2 separate regions of the Mus musculus genome follow, and region 1 is linked to region 2. A link is a contact called in public HiChIP or PLAC-seq data. All regions are on one chromosome and are shown on one strand. Each heading gives the region's core, a stretch centred on a gene start, on an enhancer-like site or on the middle of the called end of the contact. The rest is flanking DNA. Distances are from core to core; before and after follow the strand shown.

Region 1 (6,213 bases), core at 912-3,411, 34 kb before region 2:
AGGAGCCACAGAGGGCTGATGTTCATTGGCTTAATCAAGTCTCATCGCCTTGCCCACTCTCCGTGGGAGGAGCCAATGGGGAAGCGGGTGTCTCATTGGTCAAAACTGCCTCATAGCATAGCCTTGGCTAGACCAATGGGGGAGTGCTGCTAACAACTCCAAGTGTTTTCCCACGCAGTCCCTCTCAGAGTCCTGAGAGGATTGGTGACCCACTTTCCACAAGGCAGCGGAGAGTCACTGACCAGGTGCCCATCTGCCCAGGACTTCTCTCTCTTCCCTGGCTCTCTCCACACTATCTCAGCGCACATCCAGAAACACGTCCTTGCTCCCTGGAGCTTCTCGGATCCATCCTGAGAAACTGGGAGGCAGGAACAGAGCCCTAAGTGGGAATCCGGAGCAGGGACTGGATTCTGCCCTGTCGTTCCCTGGAAGAGCCAGGGAAGAGTGAGCAAGGCGCTGGGGAGAACTCCAGCTACCCTGAGCCTACGGGGCAGAGGCTAGCCAGGCTTCTCGTAGGGACCTGACTGCCCACCCAACAGATCAAATCACACAAGAACGCCTCCGAGTTTGGGACGAGCCTGCACCCACCCTCAGTTTCCCCAGACTGATGCAGGTGTACTCAGAGCTCTCTGGCCCCACGCTGATCCCTCCCTTGCTTTCCCCCTTTGCTTTTCTATTTTTACTTCGTATGCAAATCTCCCATCAGACCTAAGCAAAGCATGGAGGAAGTGGGCCAGCGCACAGGATAGGACAGCACGGCAGATTGCAGCCGCGTACTCTGGTAAACACGATCTAATTGCTTTTTCCAATGGGGAAAGTGGTGGGGGCCCGGCTCAGAAAGAACACATTACCAGTCAGCTGTGTCAGGCCAAGGAGGAGGGTAGGGCTGGACCACGATCTGGGGAAGGGGTCATGGGACATGAGGGGTGACCCTGGTGACAGTCCCTGTCATTTGGACCAAAGGCACAAGGTGGTGCTGAGAGCTGGTTGACCAGTTCTCTCGTGCATTTTTACTTGAACCAGCATTGCACCGGGCTGTGGCTCAGTTGGTAGAGTGCCCACCTAACATGCACAAAGTCCTGGGTTCAATCCCTGACACAGCATAAACCAGGGATGGGGTACAGGCCTGTCAGTCTAGCTCTAGGGAGGTGGAGGCAAGGGGATCAGGGGTTCAAGATCATTTACACATCCTGGGCTACATCGGCAATGGCAATACCCCCCCCCCCATCTACCCTGTCCTGATTGAAAGTGCTGAAGGCAGAGACAAGAGTAATTGTCTGCCCAGATCCTGTGGGCCCAGACTCAACAAGCCCTCATGTGTGAGGATCTAACTTGGTATGAGTTCCTCGGTAAGGCTGAGATTAAGACCCAGGCCTGCCTGATGCCAGTGACTGTGCCTTTGAGCTAAAGAACACCGATAAGCTACAGGGTCCCTGGTACTATTGCACGTGTCTAAGTAACAACAGATCCAAGTGCTCATTAAGCACTTATTACCTGCCAGGCCCCAGGCGAGGGATAAGACAGAGCTGGTGCTCTTTAGAAGGCCAGCATCTAAGACAAGGGGACAGGAACCTTTCGTGGATGAGGAAGCTGAGGGAGAGCGAACACCTCGCAGAAGCCAACGTCCTGAGGAACAGGGGTTCAGAGGTCTGTCTCACAGGATAGGTGACTCCGGTGAGGAACCCGTTCATCAGCCGCCACCCCCACATGCCACCCTAAAGCCTGGACGGTGTCCACGCCACCGGCTTGCTCAGCCTCAGTGGGCACTACAGTCCGAGGTAGAACGAGAAACCATCAAGCTCGGAGCACGTGCAGGCCCTGCTCAGAGCTCCGGCTGCCCATTTCTTCAAATCTTGTCACCATCCTCATTACTGTGGAGGCTGCGGGGACTTTGGGGCCAATCCTACTTCTGCCAGTTCTGAGTTAATCCTGGCATGGACAGGGGCCGGTCGCTTCTCTAGAGTGAGCAGCCTGTCCGGGACAGGAGATAGGAGGAAGGAGTGCCTGATCTCAGCCTCTGTAACAGAGCTAAGACGGTGCTGCGCCTACCCCCAGTGCTCCAGGGGGTTCATCTAAACGTGATTAAACAACCATTAGGGCTCTGCGGTTGGGAAATGCAGATTTACAGACTTGCAGACCTCCATTTAAATGCAAATGTCGCTGGTTGGCTGGAACTCGATGCTTCTCTCTGCATTAAAGGCGTCACCTTCCTTTGCCCCTGTATTGCTTCTGAGAGGCTCAATCACCTTGAGCCCGAATGAATCCCAGAAGACCAGGACCCCACCACCCATCCCGTCCTCCACCAGAGCCAGGTACAGGCAGGGTCAGGACCTCAAATGGAGGCTCTGTCTCTCCTTGTCCATTCACGCCCTGCCTGACTGGCTCCCCGGGCAGGGGTTACCCTCTGGCACATAGCAGCAGGTCCCTCAAGGGACTTCCATGAGTTGTCGCCCAGAAAATAGTCACTAATCAAAGCAGAGAACCCCTACCAAAGGCGGGCAAAGAACACAGTGGCCTTGTTGACCACACGAAGAATGCTCTCCTCCTTCCTAGACTTTACAAGACAGAATTTGGAGTCATCCCACACATTCAATTTTTTTTTAATTCAGTGCTAGGACTCCAGAGGAAAGCCGAGGCTCCACACTCACTAGGTGGGCGCCCCACCACTGAGCTCCGGGGCCCCACACTCACTAGGCGATGCCCCACCACTGAGCTCTGTGGACCCACACTCAGTGGGTGGGCGCCCCACCACTGAGCTGCATGCCCACCTTTGAAAGAGAATGTGAGAACAGGAAGGTGAAGAACCATCAGAATCCACTCAGGCGGATCAAAGCCTGGGTCAGGACTTGAACCCAAGTCTGCCTGGTTACCCAAACCACTCAGTTCCCTTTCTGGGCTCTACTCCTAGGCTCCTGTGTGGCCTTTGTGAACAACTTGCCCTCTCTGGGCCTCTGCTGTCGGATCTAAAAATGGAGAAAATAGAAAAAGCAAACAGAACAGGTTCCAGGAAGTAGGTAGGACAGCCTGAGGAGGGGACACCACACTACAAAGTCCTTCATAGCCGAGCCTGCAAGTGGAGACTGTTTATGGCTGTGTACTGGCTGTGTGAGGTAAGGGAGGCAGCAGGGGGTACCACCGACCATGACCAGGAGAGTGACTGTGACTAAGTACCTGCACCCGAGTACCTGGGTGCTGTGCTTAGTCACTCCACATACTCTCAGTTCCTCCTCTGGGCATCCTTGCCAAGTTGGCTTTTAGAATTACTACATGTGTTCCATGAGGCAATCACGAAGGAGGAGCGAGTCAGGCCAAAGGTCACATATGGCCACCGCTGTCCCTGAGGAAGCATACCCAAGGCTGCATGCAGACTGTGGCCAGGCTCCTCACACCCCAGTCCCCAGCCTGTTGCTTTCTCTGACCCTGACCTTTCCATCTGGGTGACCAGATGAACCATGACTTGGGGTTCTCAGAGCATTTCCCATGTGCCCAAGGCTGGCCCAGGCATTAGACAGAGGTAGGACAGTGTTAGCCAAGGCTATGCCCTTCTGTACAACACCTCCATTTCAGCTGGACGGTGACAATTCTTTGGTTTTACAACTGATGTAACTTCTCTAGGTTGCTGTTCCCCTACCCTACCCTATCAGACCCCCAGCAATGGCCAGGGAAGAGGGATACTTACTTATTCACCCCCAGACATTGGTTGCCCCTGGCAGCAGCATCCAACTGCAGGCCAGAAAGAAAACTTGTCTATTTCTGTCCAATCCACCTGCTTCTGCCTATAAGTACCCCAGCATGCGAACAGAAGTGGGTTCTGGTGCTCATCGAAGAGACCCGTCCCCAGGGCAGTCTTTCCTCTGAATGGCTGTCAGTCTTTCCATCTCCTGTCTGTCCTTCCTTCTAGCTGACCTAAAAGGGGAGGTAGCAGGCTTTTTGTTTTTTGGGTTTTTTTGGCAAGCTGAGATGAAGTCCCAGGGAGCGGGCTGTACTGTCGTTCAGGCACAGAATCAGGACAGTCAACCAAATTTGGAGCCAACCATAGAGACCCAGGGAGCCACGAGTGGGATCTACTGAGAAGAAGCTTTTCTTCCACAGGCTGAGACGGCTCCAGTGAGCCTGGACTCCAGCTGGCTCCCAGCGTTTTCTCTCTGGCCTCCTGGAGACTTGCTCTCTCAAGACTTGCAGGCGGGGAATGGATCCCAGTGTCCCCTGGCACCAGGACTGCTTGCACCCTGAAATATGCCTGGTTGAGCCCCAGCAGTGCCAGCGAAGGGAGAGGCCAATGGCGGCCGCTGGTTATAGACTCTTTCATTCCTCCCCAGCTCACATGTCCCCAACTTATTCACCTCTGGTCTTTGATCATGGCCGTGGGATGACTAGTGATGGAACCTCCAGCATAAGAGAAGCCAGGGCCAGCTCTGTCCACGGACACTACCATCCCCTGGGACAGCAGTTCCCAACCTGTGGGTCGTGACATTTACACAAAGGTCACCTAAGACCATTGGAAAACACAGACATTTACATTATGATTCATAACAGTAGCAAAGTTAGTTATGTAGTAGCAATGAAAATAATGTTACGGTTGGAGGTCCCCACACCATGAGGAACTGTGCTAAAGTAGCATTAGGAAGGCTGAGAATCACTGGTCTAGGGCAAGGGGCAAGTTTCAGCTGATGGGGAAAGAGGTCAGAGGCCCTGAGTTAGTCTCCATGCCCAGGTCTAAGGGGCCCTGTCTGTTGGCATAAGACTAAGGGCTTCTGACAGCCATCAACTCACGTTGCAACCCTGAGCATTGGACCTCAGTTTACTCATCTCTTTGATGGGTAGAGAGGTAACTCATTCTACTGAATGGGATGCCCTGAGCAGGCGCTGATCAAGACTATGAGCAGTGTCACCATTAGGAAGAAACAAGAGGACTTTGAAGGGCAGGAGAGAGAGAGGGAGAGGGGTACAAATGAGGAAGGAGCTGGGCAAGGAAGGCTGCAGGCTGATGACAGAAGGCAGAGGCAGGTGAGTGCATACTAAAGAGGGGGACCAGATGTGTGCCCATCAATCAGCTTTTATGTCCCCTGCCCTCCCCTCCCCGCCCTGCCCCGCCCCTCCCCACTCCTTGGATATTTGGGAAGGACACGGGGTAGGAGACTGGGCCCTGGGCTCCTTTGTTTGAGGTTTTCGAGGTGAATTATGCAGGAGGCTTCAGTTGAGGGCCTGGGAGCACTTCATTATTGATGAGAGACAGCGGATCCTCTGCTGACAGCCTGCCTGAAAGATATGATTAGCTTGTAAAATATTAATCACCGTTCTGGGGAGGACATGGATTAAAGCCCCCAAGGAGTGGTATTATCGATGGTCCCTAATTTCAGGGGACTTTGAAAAGGTTTTAGCGTAACTTGGAGGAGACAATTAAATTCAATTAGAATCACTGGAGCTGAAATGTCACTCCCTCCTGGAGGGAGGGCTGGGATGAGGGGGTCTCCCCCACCCACTGGAGGGTTTCTGTCTTTGCTCAGAGAGCTAGTTCACCCTTATCTGAGACCTCAACTTCCACCCAAACTCCAGCTGGGGCTTCTCCCCAAAAGGCCCCAACTTCTCCCCGAAAGGCTGGCTAATTTTTAGCTTGACACAAGCTAGAGTTATCTGAAGGAGGGAACCTCAATTGGGGAAATGCCTCCAGAAGATCTGGTGATAGGACATCCTTTTAATTAATGATTGGTGAAGGAAGGTCCAGCTCATGGTAGGTGGTGCCAGCCCTGAGTTGGTGGTCCTGAAGTCATATAAGAAAGCAGGCTGAGCAAGCCATGCGGAGCAAGCCAGTGAGCAGCAGCACCCCTCCATGGTCTCTGCATCAGCTCCTGCCTCCAGGTTCCTGCCCTGTTTGAGTTCCTGCCCTTATTGCGTTTGATGATGAACTGTTCTATGGAACTATGAGTGAATTAACCCTTCCCTCTCCAGGTTGCTTTAGTCATGGGGTTTCAGCACAGTTTTAGAAACCCTTGACTAAGGGCACCAACCAACTACCTGGATGCTGTCTCTATGAAGCACCTGGGATATGGCAAAGCCACCCCCAGGTCATCCCATATGATGCTGAACCAGCTATCTCCAACCACGTATCCTAGTACTGGGCCCTTCCCCCAGTTTGAAATGCCTGTGAAAGAGACCTAGAAACAGCCAGGCATCTCAATGCACACAGTTAATTCCAGCACCCAAGAAGACAGA
Region 2 (6,838 bases), core at 1,989-4,488:
CTCACTTGATTCTGTCCCCTTAGTGCTAGGATTCCTAGAGTGAATCCCCAAACCTGGTCCATTTCAGCATCTCAAGACCCAGGTAGGGCAACTGGGTGCAAGGCTCTGGGTTCAGTTACCAGTCCTCAAAACTGACCAATGAGGAAACATGCTGGGCAGGCCAGGCTGAGTCCTGCAGTTGGGGAGCCATTCTGGAACACAGAGTACCCACGGCCCAGCCCATGGCCAGATGAGCTTGTCCCCAAGACACACCCCGTGTACGTGTGGAAACCAAAACCACGATAGATGTGGCTGGGCATCTTCCTAGTGAGGAGGAGGCTCCAGCCCAGCCTGCCCAGCCTGAATTTCAGCGCCTGCTGACAGAGCAGACTACACTCTCTAGGCTTCAGTCTCCCCAACAGTCAAACCAGGAGAAACTCATTTCTGATCTTTGTGTACCTTCCCTCATGGATACCGGTACACCAAGGCACACTTTTGAGCAGTAAGAAGGCACAGTCTGCCACATGGAAGCATTTGTGCGTTAAAGGGGCACAAGTTTTCCTTGTCTCTCCAGTGTTCCCCCTCCTTGCTCTCTACAACCACCCTCCTCAGCCTTGGGCTCTCTATTCAACCTCTCGGTCTCTTGTGGTTGTCACCATGGGTAGAAACCCTACTTTGGGATGCTGATCTAGGTCTAGCGAGGGTCCCTCCAGATGCAAATCTGACCACCCAGCATGGGCCTGATGATCTGCATGGCATCCATCTAGGGCTCTGCCTTCCTCTGGGACCACCACGAGAATTCTCCATTTATCCTGCCTGAGCACGCAGGAGACCAGATTGGTGTCGGGCAGGCACATTCAACAGACGCCCAATATAGACATTCAATTATCTTTTAATTTTGTTTCTATCTTCATTTGTTTATTTCAGTTTCATTTAAACAGAGACTTTTCAAAAGAACCTGTAATTTATGGCATGTAGGTAGCATTTGTTCACCTGCAGATGTAATGAGACCTGGGCTGGAGCCTAAGCTAGAATCCTAATACTCTGCCATGGAGACACTGCCTGCCCCCAGGGACCCCAGAGCCTGCAGTCTGCCTTCTGCGCTTCTCTGTATGAATCCTGACTTCTGATCTTCCAGCTTTGCAATGGTTAGCTTCCCCTTCCCCCTCCATGCTCTGACCTTCCTGGAAACCCCCCAGAGTAGACACTCCCCCTCCACTTGAGGACCACAAACTCCCTTCCCTTGGCTGCATTCTCTGCTCTGGTGGCCTCCCTGTAACAGAGGAAGGATAAAGCCACATTTCAAACATTAACACGCAGACTCTTGAGAGGTGGGGACCTCCATTTTAGGGTTCCCAGAGGGGTCTGTGAGCATCCGCTGTGCCCAGCAGCCCACCTGACTCAGCTGACATCCCCTCCCTTACCGGCTCCAGCCTGTATTATCCAGGTCGGCTAGGAGTCAGTCCTGCAGTTCTTGCCCAGGGCCTTTGGTTATAAGCAAGTAGTAAGGATTGGAAGAAGGGCTGAAAGAAGAGACTGGAGAAGGAGAAGCTGGTTTGAAAGGGCAAGGAACTCAGGAAGGCGGCCATGGAAGGGGCCTGTCTTAGTCAGGGTTTCTATTCCTGCACAAACATCATGACCAAGAAGTAAGTTGGGGAGGAAAGGGTTTATTCGGCTTACACTTCCATGTTGCTGTTCATCACCAAAGGAAGTCAGGACTGGAACTCAAGCAGGTCAGGAAGCAGGAGCTGATGCAGAGGCCATGGAGGGATGTTCCTTACTGGCTTGCCTCCCCTGGCTTGCTCAGCCTGCTTTCTTATAGAACCCAAGACTACCAGCCCAGAGATGGTCCCACCCACAAGGGGACCTCCCCCCTTGATCACTAATTGAGAAAATGCCTTACAGCTGGATCTCATGGAGGCATTTCCTCAACTGAAGCTCCTTCCTTTCTCTGTGATAACTCCAGCCTGTGTCAAGTTGACACAAAACTAGCCAGTACAGGGCCCAGGGAGGTTTGGAGTTTGACTGGACCTAGACGGCTGGAAAGATCCCCACCGGCAAAGATAAGGAGGCCTGGCCTGCAGGAGTCAACAAAGTAGGGCACACTAGACTGCCACATGCAGAAGGGTAAACTGAGGCTGTTGGGTGGAGGCTCACACACATAAGGACCTCCTAAGGGGATCCCAGGAGGCCAGCAAGATGACACTCCAGTCAAGCAAGGTGGCCTGAGTTCAACCCTCAGGATTTGCACGGCAGAAGGAGAACAGAATCCTTGGGCTGTCCTCTGATGTCACATGTGCCTATGTGTATTACCCACACATGCACTTGCACACACACACACACACACACACACACACACACACACACACACACACACACACACACACACACACACACAAATATAACAAAAAAGTTTAGAGTTTTCCCAAGGCCAGAACCCTCAGAACCAAGTTCCTGGGCCTTCAAATTGGATCGTCCTTTCACTTTGCAACCTGAAGACAACCTTTAAAAAGTGGAGCGTGTGCGTTGGGCATCTCGGCAGCTGAGGACCTGAATCCTGGGCACAGATGGAGGCTTACCCAGAGCAGGCCTGGGCCCCCACTCTTGCTCAGTGACTTTACCTCCCTTAAAACTGTGACCTCAGCACCCACCCTTGAGAACCAGTAAAAAAACCTGCACATGGGGGAGATAAAAACAGCCAAGCCTTGCTGAGCTTTAGCAACAACATGGGGCTTCATGCATGTTGACTACTCTACCTGATGAGCTAATGATGCGGTCACCCTCTGTCTCTCGCCACTTTTCAGGCAGGCACAGAGAAGTAAAGTTACTTGCCCAAGGTCACACAGCTGGTGAACGGCAGATTTGAGTCTGGGGTCCACAGTGCTGATGTGGGTTGGGGGTTGTGAGGAGTCACTCCTCCACAGGCCTCTTTTCCTATGAGGTTGGCTCATCATGAAGAGGAGGCAGGGTCTCTAAGGTCTCATTTTGTCTGGGTGCTAAGGTCTTGTATTTCCTGGCTGCTTCAGCAAAGCTAGTTTCTCTTCAACTTGTTGAGTAGAGGAGGAGGGCAGAGGCAGCCAAGGGCCCAGTCAGGTGGCTTGGCCGCCAGCCCAGGCCCAGCGTCCTCACTGTTTCATTGCTTGGCTGGTTAAAAGCTGACCCCTCAGTTAGGGCCAAGGCCATCCCCATACGCCTGTTAACTGTGGCTCCACCTGCTCCGGGAACCAAGGCAAAAGCTGCCCCAAGCTTCCAACCTAAGGATTTGCAAAAGAGAAAATAAACACCCTCACACACAGACCAACAGTGTGGCTTCTAGGCATCTGGTGACAGTTCTGCTCAGAGATTCCTTCCTCTTTGAATCCCTGTTGGACACTCCCTCCCACCAGGGGCTGCAGGTGACTGATCTGAAGCTCGGGCCCCTCCAGTCGGGACCCTCCCTCCTTTCAGGCAAGGATCCAAAGAGGCCAGCTGCAACCTTAGCCATCCCCTGCCCCATTGCCGACTCAGTGGACTCAAAGTCACCTCTGCTCCAGCAACCGCTGGCCAGATCCGGCTAGGGACTCCCTCCCACTCCACAGCAGGATCCAGGAACTGGTCCCTATTGGGCAATCATTAATCGGATTCTTGGCATTCCTCTGTCCCTGGCCAGCATGCTCCCCACTGGAGAAGGAGCAGAGGGCCAGGACTGGCATTTGGACATGCAGCTGCCCAGCAAGGTGGTGCTGTCCGCAGCTGCGCTGCTCCTGGTAACTGCGGCTTACAAACTCTACAAGTCCAGACCTGCCCCAGTCGGGCAGGCAGGGAGAAACAACAAGGACCACAAAGCAGAAAATGAAACAGAGGCCTTGGGACAACTTGCCTTCCAGGAGGCTCCACCGGGGACCCTGCCAAGGGGTCGAAGACGCAGGAAGGCCAGCAAGGGGGCTGGGACCTCACTGGACTACAGCTTGGTGGATCCAGAAGACCCCTGCATCCTGGACATTTCCAGGTCTGAAGAGGCCACAAGAAAAGGCTCTGATGAAAGTCAGGGCAGGCAGTGTCCAGACTCTCAGCAGGTGCCTCCTCCCTGTGGTGGCCAGGAAGCCGGAACAGATGTTAGAGGTAAGCCCAACCCTCCCCACCTCCCTCATTCAGGCTGTGAACCTACGAGCTCCTCAGGCAGACTTATCCCAGGAGTGGGTGGCAGCTGTGTGGGTGACAAGCTCTCTCCATGGCCAGACAGCAGACCCCCAGAGGAAACAGGATCTGGGGACCTGGAAGCCCCCAACGGTTGGACTGATCTTACACTGGTCAATGGTGACATGAACCAGAGTTGGATCTTCACCCACATGACAGGGGTCAGCAGGGGAGAGGCCGGGGTCCTCCAGGCTGCTGCAGACATGGGCTTGGCCACGCAGCAGCAGGAAGGAGCCACCAACGCCTCCCATACTTTCTCATCTGTGGCCCGGATCCGGATGGAGGAGAATATTATACAAAAGGCAGAGGGACCAGGGCTGAAGGGCAGAGTATATGACTATTTCGTGGAGTCCACGTCGAAGGCTGACTCCAGGCCAGTCCCCTGCCCAGCAGCTCTGGCTGATGCTCCATCCCCTGGGCCTGGACCAGAGCCCCTTGTCACTGGAGCAGCCTCCAGAGACGAAGCCGCTAACACAGCCGGTGGTGGTGCATCTGAAGCAGCATCCCCACAGCCTGTGGCATCCCCATCTGCACCGGGCTTCAGCAGAAAGGTGAGCCTCCTGCAGATCGCTGAGAACCCAGAGCTCCAACTGCAGCCTGAAGGCTTCAGGATGCCCCTTCCTGCCCACCTGGACCAGAGAGCCCAACTCAGCTCAGCCTGCAGCCACGGGGAGCCCCACGTGCAGCTTGTAGCTGGGACCAATTTCTTCCACATCCCGCTCACCCCGGCTTCAGCTCTGGATGTCCGCCTGGACCTGGGCAACTGCTATGAGATGCTGACCTTGGCCAAGAGGCAGGGCCTAGAGACCCTGAAGGAGGCAGCCTACAAGGTATTGAGTGATAACTACCTTCAGGTCCTCCGCAGCCCAGACATCTATGGGGGCCTGAGCGGAGCAGAGCGGGAGCTGATTCTCCAGCGCAGGTTCCGTGGCCACAAGCGCCTGGTGGTGGCAGACATGTGTCCCCAGGATGATAGTGGCCGCCTCTGTTGCTATGACAATGTGCAGGATGCTTGGCACCCTCTGGCCCAGCTGCCCCCGGAAGCCATGTCCCGGGGTTGTGCACTCTGTACCCTATTCAATTATCTGTTTGTGGTGTCTGGCTGCCAGGAACCTGGGGGCCAACCCTCCAACCGCGTCTTCTGCTACAACCCCCTGACGGCAATCTGGAGTGAGGTGTGCCCACTGAACCAGGCTCGGCCTCACTGCCGGCTGGTGGCCCTGGAGGGGCACCTCTATGCCATTGGAGGTGAGTGTTTGAATACAGTGGAGCGTTATGACCCTCGCCTGGACCGCTGGACCTTTGCCCCGCCTCTCCCAAACGATACATTTGCCCTGGCACACACAGCCACGGTGTGCGCCAATGAGATCTTTGTCACCGGGGGCAGCCTGCGCTACTTGCTGCTCCGATTCTCGACCCAGGAACAGCGTTGGTGGGCCGGCCCCACCGGGGGCAGCAAGGACCGCACGGCCGAGATGGTGGCTGTGAATGGCTTTCTCTACCGTTTTGACCTCAACCGCAGCCTGGGCATCAGCGTGTACCGCTGCAGTGCCAGCACCCGGCTCTGGTATGAGTGTGCCACATACCGCTTACCTTACCCTGATGCCTTCCAGTGCGCCGTTGTGGATGATCATATCTATTGTGTGGGACGCAGGCGCATGCTCTGCTTCCTGGCGGACCACATCTCACCCAGGTTTGTGTCTAAGGAATTAAAGGGTTTCCCTTCTGCACGGGGCACCCTTCTGCCTGCCGTCTTGACCTTGCCTGTCCCGGATGTGCCTCAGACCCCTGTCTAGCAGTCCCTCAGCTGGGCTCCATCAGGATTCAGAAAAACCCCTTTGCCTATCACTCTGGGTAAGAAGCAGGCAGGAACATGACAGGCCGTGGAGTGGAAAGTTCTCTCTCCTGTACCACAGGCTATGGGGCCTTGGAGGATTCTTGAAAAGCCACATTACAGGTCTGCCACAACATTGAAGCCAGAGCCTAGCATTCCACGACAGCTGGAATCTCACAACTTCGTGAGTGACTGACCCAGCACTGTGATTCAAGTCAGAATTCCTGGTAGGGGCGGTTTCAGGATCCCACAGAAATGAAGGGACACAGTCTTCTCCCAATCACAGTTCCAGGGGCCAGGGTACCTCCAGAGGACTTCTCAAGCTGGTTGGGTTTCTGTGTGCTACCATAGACCACCCTCTTAAGCAATGGTCTCACCAATTCCTAAGCATTGAGGCCCACTTTAGAAGCTTCTAGAAGCACCTGGAGCACAGGTGGAAAGAACTGAAGGAGGGTTTGGGCAGGAGCAGGAAGCAGCTCAGGATAGCCCTGAGGTTTGGCCAGCAGGACAGGCACAGCTGAAGCTGAAGGCATCCACAGTAACACTGTTTGAGAGCATATTGACCAAGGCCCACTTTTGTTGTTGTTGTTACCTCAGGTTCTGTGTGCTGGAAGGAGAAAGGCATCCATCTTGACAGGAGTTCTATTTGCATATTAATCATTGCACAATTGAGGTCTTAGGAGGCAGATGTGGTTCCAGGCTCCCTTTTCCGGGCCCCTGCCACGCCCACAACCACCTGACCTCAATAGACCGCCCCCCCCCCCCCCAGAGTTCAGAATCCTCTCTGCCTGGGCAGGGCAGCCACCATTCTTCAGCTCATCCATGTGACCAGCTCTGTGTCTGGTGGCC

Evidence for each region. HiChIP or PLAC-seq counts read pairs in DNA pulled down with a chosen protein or histone mark.
Region 1: an H3K27ac HiChIP or PLAC-seq map of embryonic stem cells shows a contact between it and region 2, with 10 read pairs. The contact joins the enhancer-like site here to the promoter of Klhdc7a in region 2. A contact is called at or near these places in 8 of 39 promoter capture datasets (cranial neural crest, frontonasal cranial neural crest, liver and 4 more), 1 of 15 datasets of contacts at CTCF or cohesin (embryonic stem cells), 3 of 484 Hi-C or Micro-C datasets (the N1E-115 cell line, embryonic stem cells and nephron progenitors), 7 of 115 datasets of contacts at active chromatin or transcription factors (astrocytes, embryonic stem cells and neural progenitor cells) and 3 of 9 other capture datasets (adipose tissue, liver and pancreatic islet).

The regions. Positions count from the first base shown.
Region 1 is chr4:139,998,194-140,004,406 of GRCm38.p6, reverse strand. No RefSeq gene overlaps it. Among named protein-coding and RNA genes, the nearest start is that of Klhdc7a, 33 kb to the right of the region's middle. Within about 2 kb of position 2,161, at least 15 of the 459 cell types and tissues checked have an H3K27ac peak or open chromatin away from gene starts, as enhancers often do. A contact at or near this core is called in adipose tissue, embryonic stem cells and pancreatic islet, where this site is marked.
Region 2 is chr4:139,964,426-139,971,263 of GRCm38.p6, reverse strand. Klhdc7a (kelch domain containing 7A) reads left to right here and starts at 3,238. Exons shown (of 1, transcript NM_173427.2): 1 at 3,238-6,838. The coding sequence starts at 3,630. The coding sequence ends at 5,951. Mir2139 (microRNA 2139) reads left to right here and starts at 3,644; the gene lies at 3,644-3,738.